2 separate regions of the Rattus norvegicus genome follow, and region 2 is linked to region 1. A link is a contact called in public Hi-C data. All regions are on one chromosome and are shown on one strand. Each heading gives the region's core, a stretch centred on a gene start, on an enhancer-like site or on the middle of the called end of the contact. The rest is flanking DNA. Distances are from core to core; before and after follow the strand shown.

What was found. Hi-C and Micro-C count contacts between places; a contact is called where the count stands out from the background.
Region 2: a contact with region 1 is called in a Hi-C map of frontal cortex, with 1.8 times the contacts expected there. The contact joins two enhancer-like sites. A contact is called at or near these places in 2 of 12 Hi-C or Micro-C datasets (frontal cortex and mammary epithelial cells).

The regions. Positions count from the first base shown.
Region 1 is chr3:124,216,293-124,221,915 of GRCr8, forward strand. All of the region lies in intron 2 of LOC134486426 (a long non-coding RNA gene), which reads right to left. Among named protein-coding and RNA genes, the nearest start is that of Tmco5a, 32 kb to the left of the region's middle. Within about 2 kb of position 2,054, at least 28 of the 93 cell types and tissues checked have an H3K27ac peak or open chromatin away from gene starts, as enhancers often do.
Region 2 is chr3:124,359,610-124,364,785 of GRCr8, forward strand. No RefSeq gene overlaps it. Among named protein-coding and RNA genes, the nearest start is that of Spred1, 75 kb to the right of the region's middle. Within about 2 kb of position 1,977, at least 7 of the 93 cell types and tissues checked have an H3K27ac peak or open chromatin away from gene starts, as enhancers often do.

The DNA of each region.
Region 1 (5,623 bases), core at 804-3,303:
GCTTGACTTAGGGCTGGAGAGATGGCTCAGCAGTTAAGAGCCCTGTCTGCTCTTCCGGGGGAGCTGCGTTGATTTCCAAGCCCCACTTAGTAACTAACAACCATCCAAACTGCAGTCCCAAGGAATCTGACACCCTCTTCAGGCCTCTGTGTATGTGGTATACACAAATACATTTAAACAAAAAACTCATATACATAAGCTAAAAATGTTTTTTGATAAAAAGATGGTTGACTTCTTCCAGATCCACTCCTTACCTGGTACTCTGACCAACTCAGTATTGTTCCTTACTTTCTCCATTGGCAAACTGGGAACAGAACCCTTACAAACACATATTTGAGTTTTGTGGTGATAATGAGTTGTGTGTATTTAATATAATTTTTGCTTATGCATTTATCAGAAGCAGCTCAAATTATTAGGCTTCTAGCAGCAGGCTAGTCAAGTGATTTCAAGAGCTCAGAAGCAAGTCACTAGCTGCCGACTTAATTCAGCCTGTGTAAGGCTCATCTGTTGGAAGCTACCCTCTGAGTTATGCCTGTCCAGGGACCTGGGTTAATGATGGTGTTACAATCAGTAATTTAAGAAAATACCTGTACAGACTCGGTTCATTCACAGATTAATTTCTCCATGAAATATCTTAAATATAAGTACTTTGAAAAAAAGGATAACACAAGTTCTGTTTGTGGAGTCATTTTCTGAAGAAAAAGAAACACAGTCAAGGTCATTGAAGCTACTTGGAAAACATCCTTCAGATTGGAAGAGTTGAGTATTAAGAATCAAGGAGGGTGGGGCAGTGAAGTGACTCAGTGGATGGAGACATTTGCTGCTAGGCGCAAGGAAGCCATGTGGCAGAAAGAGAAAACTGCTGAAAACTGTCCTCTGACCTCCTCGATGCACGTGCTCTGGCATCTCATACACACAGGGGAGGAGAGAGAGGGAGGGGAGGGATAGATAGATAGATAGATAGATAGATAGATAGATAGATAGATAGATAGATGATAGGTAGGTAGGTAGGTAGATAGATAGATAGATAGATAGATAGATAGATAGATAGATAGATGTTAAAGGAGATATCTAGGAGATATTAAAGGATAATCTAGGAGACAGGGCTGTGGAAGCAACATAACTGGCACACTAGCACCCAAGTAGAAAAGGCAGGTAGAGTGTGGAGCTATAATAGTAGTGTGAAAGAGGCAGAGACAAGAGGATCCTTGGGATTTGCTGGCCAGTAAATCAAGCCAAACCAGGGTTCTTTTGGCCAAGTGGGTGACTAAATAACAACAACAATGACAACAATGTGATAATAATAATGTGGAGAAGATTTGAGAAAGACACAGACACCAATCCAACCTCTGACCACACATGTGCACACACACGGACATTAACACATGAATACCACAGAGAGAGGGATGAAAGGAGGGGGGAGAGAGAGACAGAGGGAGGGGAGAGGGAGGGAGAGAGAGAGGAAGAGAGGGAGAGGGAAAGAGAGAGAGAGAAAGAGGCTCTTAATTAAGAGTGTCAATACACAAGGAAGCATAACTCGGATGGGAACCAGCTCCAGGAAGCTGCTTACACTGCCTGGAAAGGATCTGTAGTTCACCTGGAATAGAACAGTGAGGCCTTTGTCCTAGAAAGCCTTCCTCCACAAGATCACAGAGCCAAGCTGGAGAGATGGCTCAGGGGTTAAGAGCAGTGGCTGCTCTTCCTGGAGACCCAGGTTCAGTTCCCAGCACCCACATGGTGAGTCACAGCCATCTGTAACTCCAGTTCCAGGAAGTCTGGAGCTGCCTTCTGGCCTCTGTGGACACAAGGCATACATGTGGTGCATAAACATGCCTGGAAGCAAAGCATCCATATGCATAAAATAAAAGTAAATGCATCTCTAAAAAAAATGGTTTTTAATCACAGAATGAACCACAAGAGGCTTCCTCAATGCACAAAACGGAAGTTCAAAAGCCCTTCCAGAATGAAGACTTAGCTCTGAGCTGTGCTCAATGGAACCAAGCCTGGAGCTTGTGACTCTAGAGAAATCTTGTCATAATTCAACAGAACCTAATTTTAGCAGCTTCCGTAGGAGGCAGGGAGGAAAGAGGGGCTGATGAGTCAGACTGGCTTGGGTATATAAAAGGACCAGTGGGAGGAGTGATGATCCAGGACAGAACGGGAAGAAGACCGAGGCAAATGCAAAGCTGTTCAGCTCTCTGTGTTAGACTTTAGCTCTTAAACCCCAGTGTCAATTAAGTGACCCCCAGAGCTTGTTATTATGTATACGAGATCTGCATTACAACACTGGAGTATACACATCATGCTTGCCTGCCGACAGACAGTTCACAATTTCATGGAGTGTAATCTATAAAATGGAACACATTATTAACTCTCTCTGAAGAGACACATTCCAGAACTGTATAAGGCATTAGTGTGCATTTGTAAATAATTTACACCAATGAAGAGGATGGACCTATTGTTTGGTTTGGTTTGTTCAGGTGGATTTGCTATCAAAGGATGTTTTTGGTAAATTAGTGACTTACCTTCACTCTCTTATAAAATCTCATAGGCGTCCCTCCCCACCCCCATCACCATCTGGGATGGGTAAGAGTTTGGCATGTTTATAACCCCTAGGAACTGCTTCTTTTCCTGCCTTCCAGCCCCTATGCCGAGCACGCCTCCCCTCAGGACCAGATGATGTGGAGCTAAATCCACTTCTACCCACTACTGTCGCCACTGCATTTCATTAACAGGCTCAAGGTGTCCCAACAGCTAAGACTTGGTGGGCACATCCCGTCTGTCTGCTCTTGGTCATTTCTGATCACTGTTAGAGCACATGTTGCAGGAGACTGTATCTACTACTGCTGAATGAATCACCCTTAAATTCTATTATCTTCTTGTCCTAAAGAGTTCTTGGATTCTATTCTCATTAATCCCAGTCTGAGCCACCATCAATTCAATTTTAACATCACAACCACTAACGTCTTCTCCCAGTCTCCAGACATGCTGCTCTCTGAAATTATTCTCCAGTTTGCAGCCATAATAATCATTCCTGGCAACCCATCCTCTTTCTCAGCCCCATAGTACCTTCCTCTTGCTCCCCAAATAAAACCTAAACACCCTAAGAAGAAAGGTTCATTTTGGTGGGAACAACATCACCACACTGACTTTCTGCTGACTCTATCTACCCACAACCCTCTCCCTCCTACAGTCAGGACACATTGAAATGAATCTCTACGAAATCAGTTTCTTTTTCATTGTACTGATGCCTGGAAAATAGTCTTGTTGGCTCTGCATCCTTCACATCCAGTTGAGATGGCCCCTTTGCAAGGAATCCTTTCCTGGTTGACTGAAATGAGTCACGTGCCTTTCTAGCTGTGCATGTATAAACCCATACCTGGCTCTAATGTATTAGTCACTTTGCTTATCATTGCTGTATCAATAGTAGTAACTCAACAAGAGTTGACTTGGGTTCACGGTTTCAGAGGGATATGGTTGGGAAGGAATGACCAAGCAGCCCTTGTGCATGTCAGCAGGAACTGTGGCTGCTACTTGACATGGCAGCTAATAAGGAACAGGGATGCAGACCATAACTGGAGACCAACAAAACCTTATAGGCCCTTCCCTAGGTGTCTACATGCACCAACAAGGTTCCATGTCCCAAAGGTTTTACAATCTCCCAAAAGAGTACTGCCAAATGAAAAGCAAGAACTCCAAGAGTGAGCCTGTGCAGGATGCTCCAGATAATGCTGATGTAAAGGTACCCACTTCCTTACCTCTCTGTGGCCTTTATTACACCAGCCACATCCAATGGCAGCACACATAAAAAGGCTATAGTAGAAGGTCTTCAGCTCGCTGTCGCCATGATAGCTGTAAATCTGAGAGCAGCTCTCTTTTAGGTTGTTTTTCTTCATTGGAAAGTGAATGAGTCTAGCAAAAGGATCCTTCAAACCCTTCTAGAGCAGGTAGTGCCCATTTGAAATCTTTCCAAAGGAAAGCTTTTTGATCAGCCATTCCTATGGTGTCGGTGCAGAACATTTAAATACACAAGACAGTTAAAGAAACAGACACACCTAGAAATGATCAGTTTTTATGATTTGTTCAAGAGATGTTCACCCAAAAGTCTCACGTGTTGAAGGCTTGATCTCCAGCTGACGGCACTGTTAAGAGGAAGTGGGGTTATAAACACTCACGCCTATTCAGTCAGGATGCACTATTAAAAATAGGGAGCTCTTTGGAAGGGTACGTATCTGAGAGCGTGCTTTTGAAAATCATAGCTTGTCTCTCCTTATCCCTTGGCTGTCATAAGGTTAGCAGCCTTTCCCCTCCCTATTCTTGTACCATCTACTTCAGCCTGCTCTGCCACACCCTTCTGCTATGATGTTCACCTCACTATAAGTCCAGAAAGAATAGACTCAGCTAAGAACTGAAGCCACACAGCAAGATAAGTCATTCCCACTTTAAACTTTTTCTCTTTGGTATCTGTCACAGTGAAAAGAATCTGACTGACACAAGAAAATGGTGCCAAGAAATGAAACTGTTGTGATTATGTCTGGTCAGGTTTGAAATGAAATGAGGGACATTGGGACTTGGACTAGAGGCCATTTTATTAAACTGGTAGCAAATTTTATTTACATCACTTCAAGTCTTGCTATTTTGCAGGAAGCCAAATTAAAAGATTATGAACTATTAAGATTATGAAGATTTCAAGCTATGTTGTTGTCCAGGATGTGGCATGGTGATGCTGACCGCCTTTGTCCAGATTAATGGCAAAACATGGGACCAAGAGCAGAAGGATTTTTGAAAACATATAGCAAGAGCAAGATGCAAACCAAGAACAAATAAAACATAGTTCCCAATGAGATTAATTGTACTAAAAATAAGTCACCCACTTTTCATAAGGCAATAGGAAAAACACTCTTAGGACATTTCAGCAATTGACTAAACCTTACTCATCACAGGATCAAAGATATAACCATTCGAAAGACTCTTCTTTAAGAAGTCAGCACTAGGATATCCTGTTTTCCCAGAACTCATTTCTCAGCCATCCCAATACCAGAGGCAACCATGTTCAGAGTAGTCCCAGCTACTACTTGAGTTCCTGAAAGAACTGACGCCCCCATGTGATTCTAGTTTGGCATGAAGTGCCAGGATTAACATTTACTTTGCTGGATTTGGTTCCAAGTTTAGTCCCATGCCTCTTTTCTATGCCCCACTAATGTCTTTTAGAATGTGCTATTCTAGGTTGAATATGAGTAACTTCTGTTTTCACAGGAGCTTAGACCAAAGCCTCTCAGAGGAGATATTGAATACAACCTTTGCCTTGAGCGTCATGGATTTCGCACTTGATCTTTCGAGCTGAAACTGTTAAGGCCATGAAGAGTCTTAGGGCTAGACTAACTGTAATTTGCATTAGGAGATTGACATGAGGCCTTGGGGACCCAGGAGTAGAATGCTACATTAGGTGCTTTATCTGCTCCTTTAATAAAATATTCTCACAAAACCAATCTAAAGGAGAGAAGGTTCATTCTGGCTTGTAGTTTGAAGATACAGTATTTATCTATTCTAGCAAGGTAATCATGACAGCCAAAACGTTGATCTCACCCCATCCACAATCAGGAAGCCTAGCTTTCTTGCTTTT
Region 2 (5,176 bases), core at 727-3,226, 140 kb after region 1:
GAACAGGTGAGCCCAAAGGAGCAAGGGACTTAACTTACGCAGCCATAACTCATAAGTAACAGAGCCCAAGTCCAAATACAAGTCTCCAACATTTAAAAATTAAGAACTATCTCTCGGAACCTGGAAATTTGTATGTTGGGATGCACATACACCACAGGAGTATACGTAACCTTTTGGAGGTAGCCCAAACTATAAAAGCATTCTACACAGCCCACATCATCTCAACAAATAACCCTTGCACAGGACACCAATACCCAGGCTGACTTACAGCTCCAACTACAGGCAGATAGTGATGTTTTTCTGAGAGTATTTTAATGAAGGTTAGCTGTTGGTCTACCCTCACGGGGTTCTAGTATCTAAGAGCCTTTCGACACGCTGTTCCTTAGGCTTAAATATGCTGCTAGTGACTCTTCGCCTACTGACATTTAAAATCCTCTTGCGTTTTAAGTTCCAGCTCTGCATGGTCTTCTGTAATACCCTCGGTACCTAAATTTCCCCTTAGCATCACAGATCTGTATTTACCATTAGCCATCTGAGGACACTTATGTCCATCTAATTTCCTACCGTAGCGAGCTCCTAGAGGACAGGAATGGCAGAGGGATCAATTCATTCTCGCCCTTCTTGTCTAAAAGCCCTGCTGCACACGGCTGCCCCACCCCCACCCCCCGTGAAGCATTGGTTGAGCTGATCCAGCAGAGACAGAGACCACGGCTGTGCAGATGACTAACTGCAAAGCAACTGGGGAAGAGTCCAGTTAGAAAGGCTCAAGGTGAGCTGTGTGCAACCTACAAGCTCAGTTAGAAAAGCCTGTCTGGGAAAGTTGCACAGTGAAATGGTAGGTGGGCAAAATGAGCAGCACTTTGTCGGGGGGGGGGGATAAGCAAAAAGGCTCTTGACGGACAGAACTACATCCACACAACAGCAGAGAAGAAGGAAAGTCCAGAAATGCCAAGGAGGGAGTGGAGTCCACACATTTATTTTCTTGACGGTTTTTAGGGCAAAAAAGTTGAAAGATGCACACATACGCACACACAGAGAGAGGGGGGAGGAGGAAGGGAGGGGGGGAGGAGGAAGAGAGGGAGGGAGGGATTAAGGGAGGGAGAGACATACAGAGACAGAGAAACAGAGACAGACAGACAGACAGACAGACAGACAGACAGACAGGAGAGATTGAAAGAGAATCAAAGAAACCTGAGGCACGAAATTGAGACTGGTTTTGCTGACAGTATGACTGTGTAGTGTAATGACTGACTTACATGCTCAGGGAACCATGCTTAAGGGAGCTCTTGTCCAGAGACCTAAAAGCCTGGAGTATACTTCTGAACAAGCTGCTATTTGGGCGTTCACATCCAGAATCATTTGCAGGATTTTAGGAAGAGTTGAGATTGAGTGGTCCATGGGGATAAAAGCCTTCCAGGTTGGGGGTTGGGGACAGCACACACTTTTAGATGATAGGTCTCTTCCTACCAAAGATAAGAAGGGAAATATTTCACACTAACACAGTATTTGCACACTAACATATCCGGGAGCCAATCCTTTTTAAGTTACCTCCAGGGAAACAGAAGAAATGAACATTGAATAACCATTGTCTTCTCCTTTAGTCTAAAGAGCCCTGGGTAGGAACTTAACCTTTGGGGTGGTCTGGGGTCACTTGGGGAGTTTCAGGAAAGCACTGGAAAGAGCCTGAGATATTGTCCTGTTGTAAAAAGCCCTAAGAGATCCCGATGCCAAACTCAAAAACAGCTGTTCCAGCAAAGGGAAACTGGTGAGGATTCTGTGGCAGTGAACCTGGGATTCCGAAGATGCTGGCTGGGTCTTATAAAAGGCTCCAAGTTATTCTCAAGCAGATTGGCCATGGATCACTCTAGGGAAAATCCTTGGGTAAGACTGGCCTTGGCTAGCTAGCTATATGGTGCACATCAGAGAGACAGTTCACGTGTGAGAGCCACTATTCGGTAAAGGACTGTGGTTACATAACTGAAGATTCTAATCTATTCTTGTTCCCAAGGACAGCAGCAAAAATATCCTTCTGAGAAGAGCCATGCACTAGGTAAGAAAGTGCAGTACGAAATGTGTTATAAGATTACAGTGTCACAGATTGCTTGGCCATTAAATTGTATCACTCCTCAGGCATCGCCTACGCTCCTACAGAGCTTGCTGAACAAACGCACACGTTGGCCAAAATACTGATGGATGTGAAGGAACCTTATTAGTGTGAAAAGAAACTCATTTTTGGGGAAAAAAGATACTTTGATGTTGTTGTGGTTGTTGTTGAGACAGGGTTTCTCTGTGTATCTCTGGCTGTCCTGGAACTCACTCTGAAGACGAGGCTGGCCGTGACTTCATAGAGATCCACCTGCCTCTGCCTTCTGAGTACAGGGATTAAAGGCGTGCGTTATCACTGCCTGGCTGACAAGTTCTTTTAAATGAGCAAGTATGTGCAAATATCCCTCTTCATAACTGCCAATCTGATTCCACCAAATCAGAAGGTGAAAGTGTCTTTAAATTTCTTAAAAATGTTTCTTTAGCAGTGTAATTAATAATGATGCTGGATAATTACAGCATTCTCTAAATCTATAAATCCTAAAGTCAGCATTAAACTCTAAGTGGAACACATATATACCTGCAATTTCCCCCAAATCAGAGACGTTGTCTTGTCTCTCAGAGGGCAGTGATATTCCATGATATGTTCACGGGCTGGCGAATATTTGATACTTGATCAACAGAGCTTCATAGTGGACAATTATTTCAGGAACTCCAGTCAGAGGTTAGAGCCTCTTAGAAAAGGGCATGCCAGCCCTTTGAGGGTCTTCTCTGTGACAAGGGAGCAGAGGAGTCTGGAAAAGCAAAAAGAGACACTGTCAAGAGTCTGTGGTACTGCCAAGCCGCCCTTTTCCTATTCAAAGACCTACTGAGGGACTTTTTTTGTCTCACTATTTCATTTTATAATTTAAATTTTCCTGCAGCATTCCCATCAAAACTGACCGACTTCACCTGTGAAACTCAGTGGCCTGCCCAGCACAGGCCCTTGGAAGAGAGCAAATGTGTGTCACTTAAGCTTGTCTGCAAAGCAGACTGCTAAGGGAGCATTCTCCTACCAAGCAGGTTTCTGGGTTCCTAATCCACCAGGAGACAGAGGAGCTGTAAGCAGCTGGACTGAAGCGGACTTGTAGAACCAGAAGGATCCGACTGGCTTCTGGCTTACCAAGCCATGTGATTGTCACACTGCAACGCAGTTGTGGAGTTTCACTCTCTTGCTGGGATTTTGTTGCTGAACAAAAACAGCCAGGGAAGGAAAGGGTTTCTTCCCCTTTCACTTCCAGGTCACAATCCTTCATTGAGGGAAGTCAGGGCAGCAACTCTGACAGGAGCTTGAAGTAGAACCCATGGCGGAATGTCACTTCTTGGCACATTGGCTTGCTCTCCTCCCCTGGGCTTGCACTTAGCTAACTTTCTTCTATGGCCCAGGGCCACCTGCCTGGGGATATAGCTCTACTGCATTGATTAATAATTTAAAAAATTCCCCACAGACCAATCTAATCTAGTGAATTCCTCAATCAAGGCTCTCCTCTCCGATGGCTCTAGGCTGCATCAAGTTGACAGTTAAGGCTAACCAGGACAGGAATGTCATGAGGAAAGCCATGTGCTCATTGGGCAAATTGCTTAGAAATCATTTTGAGGTAACTGAACAGACTCAAGTACTCCTCCTGGCTTCCTATGACTTATTTCCAGCTCTCTATCCCCTCTGTTACACATTGTGTGTACCACTCTTCTTATTGGTACATGAATACCAAGCTGGTTGTGGCACATACACTTCTGTGTGGTAAAGGGTGGTTTGTTCATTTCTTTTTAAAGATTAAATCTCTCAAAGGAGAGAAAAAACAGAGGACCACAGTGCTGTGTCAGGAACGGTTGAAATCAGTATCACAAGTTCAGGAGGCTTAAAATCTAAATAGGAAACACTATGGGAGGCCGGGGAACAATCCCTGTGGGATCTGAAGCATTCACAATCCAGTTTCTTTCACGAGGGCTTCTGTCTTTGGTCTTCCGGACAATAGACCAAACCATCGCCTCACACCGTCACCACTAGAAGCATTTTCAGGTAGAGGCGAGGCAGCTCCCATCCCTGAGTCGATGATGATGTCATCCATGAGTTGGCTTCCTTTAGTTTCTCACACTCTCTTCTACCTTCCTAACTTTCTGTGAGACAAATGGAGAGTTTTCCTCCATCAGTTTTTCATCTGCATTGTCCTTCTCTGTAAAAAAAAGTCTCAGTAATTTACAATCTCCTTTAGGTTCCCTTCAGTTTCCAGGTAACTACTGGTCAGTAACTCAACACATAATGTTGAAGAGGGCCATGAAAAAAATGGTGGAAAGAAAAAAAAATCTTTCACTAATGCGAAATCCTTAATTACTTTTGTAAGGGAAGCTAACACATTAAGAACTCATAGGTAGAGCAGATTATCCTGGTCTTGTCAGGGAAAGAATGGTCTCTTAGGGGATCTTGGAGAACATTCTCCCAGAGTGGTATTATTTATTTATTTATTTACTACAGCTAGTCTTATCTGCTTGTGGGTTTGGGGTGACTTAGTCCATTCATAAGAAAGTTATTGGAAGTTTTCAAAGCTCTGCCTGATGAAGACACATCAATCATGAAGCATTTAATGGATATTGAGTGCCTAGTGGATGCTGGGAAAAATTTTCAAGTGTGCTGTCCCACTTAAATTCCCACCAAAATGCGTGAAAGAAAAGGACACATAAACTAATCTGCCATATTTTTACAGATCGTGACATCAGGGCTTGTAGGGGTTTTATATGGTTATATATGTTCCACAGGGTCATCCAGCTAGGGTGCGACAGAAAGGTTTTCACCAGGTTTTCTTTGTTTTTTCTCCCCAGTACTGCACCAGCTAACACTCTGGGAATAATGGAGTTTAGCCAGCATGTTACCAAAGAGAATTGATGAGATGAGAGCACCAAGCTATCCACAGTCACCTCTTGCATCTTTTACAAAGGCTAATTAATGAAGAACTTTCCTCACTAAGTTTGGATGAAAATTAAAAACCCCACGATTCTTCTGATCATGTGGGAAATAAAAAAGTCCAACCACCATTGCAACTGTTAAAATACTCCAATTCAAAATTAAGATGACCCAACTATACTCAATAATTAAAAC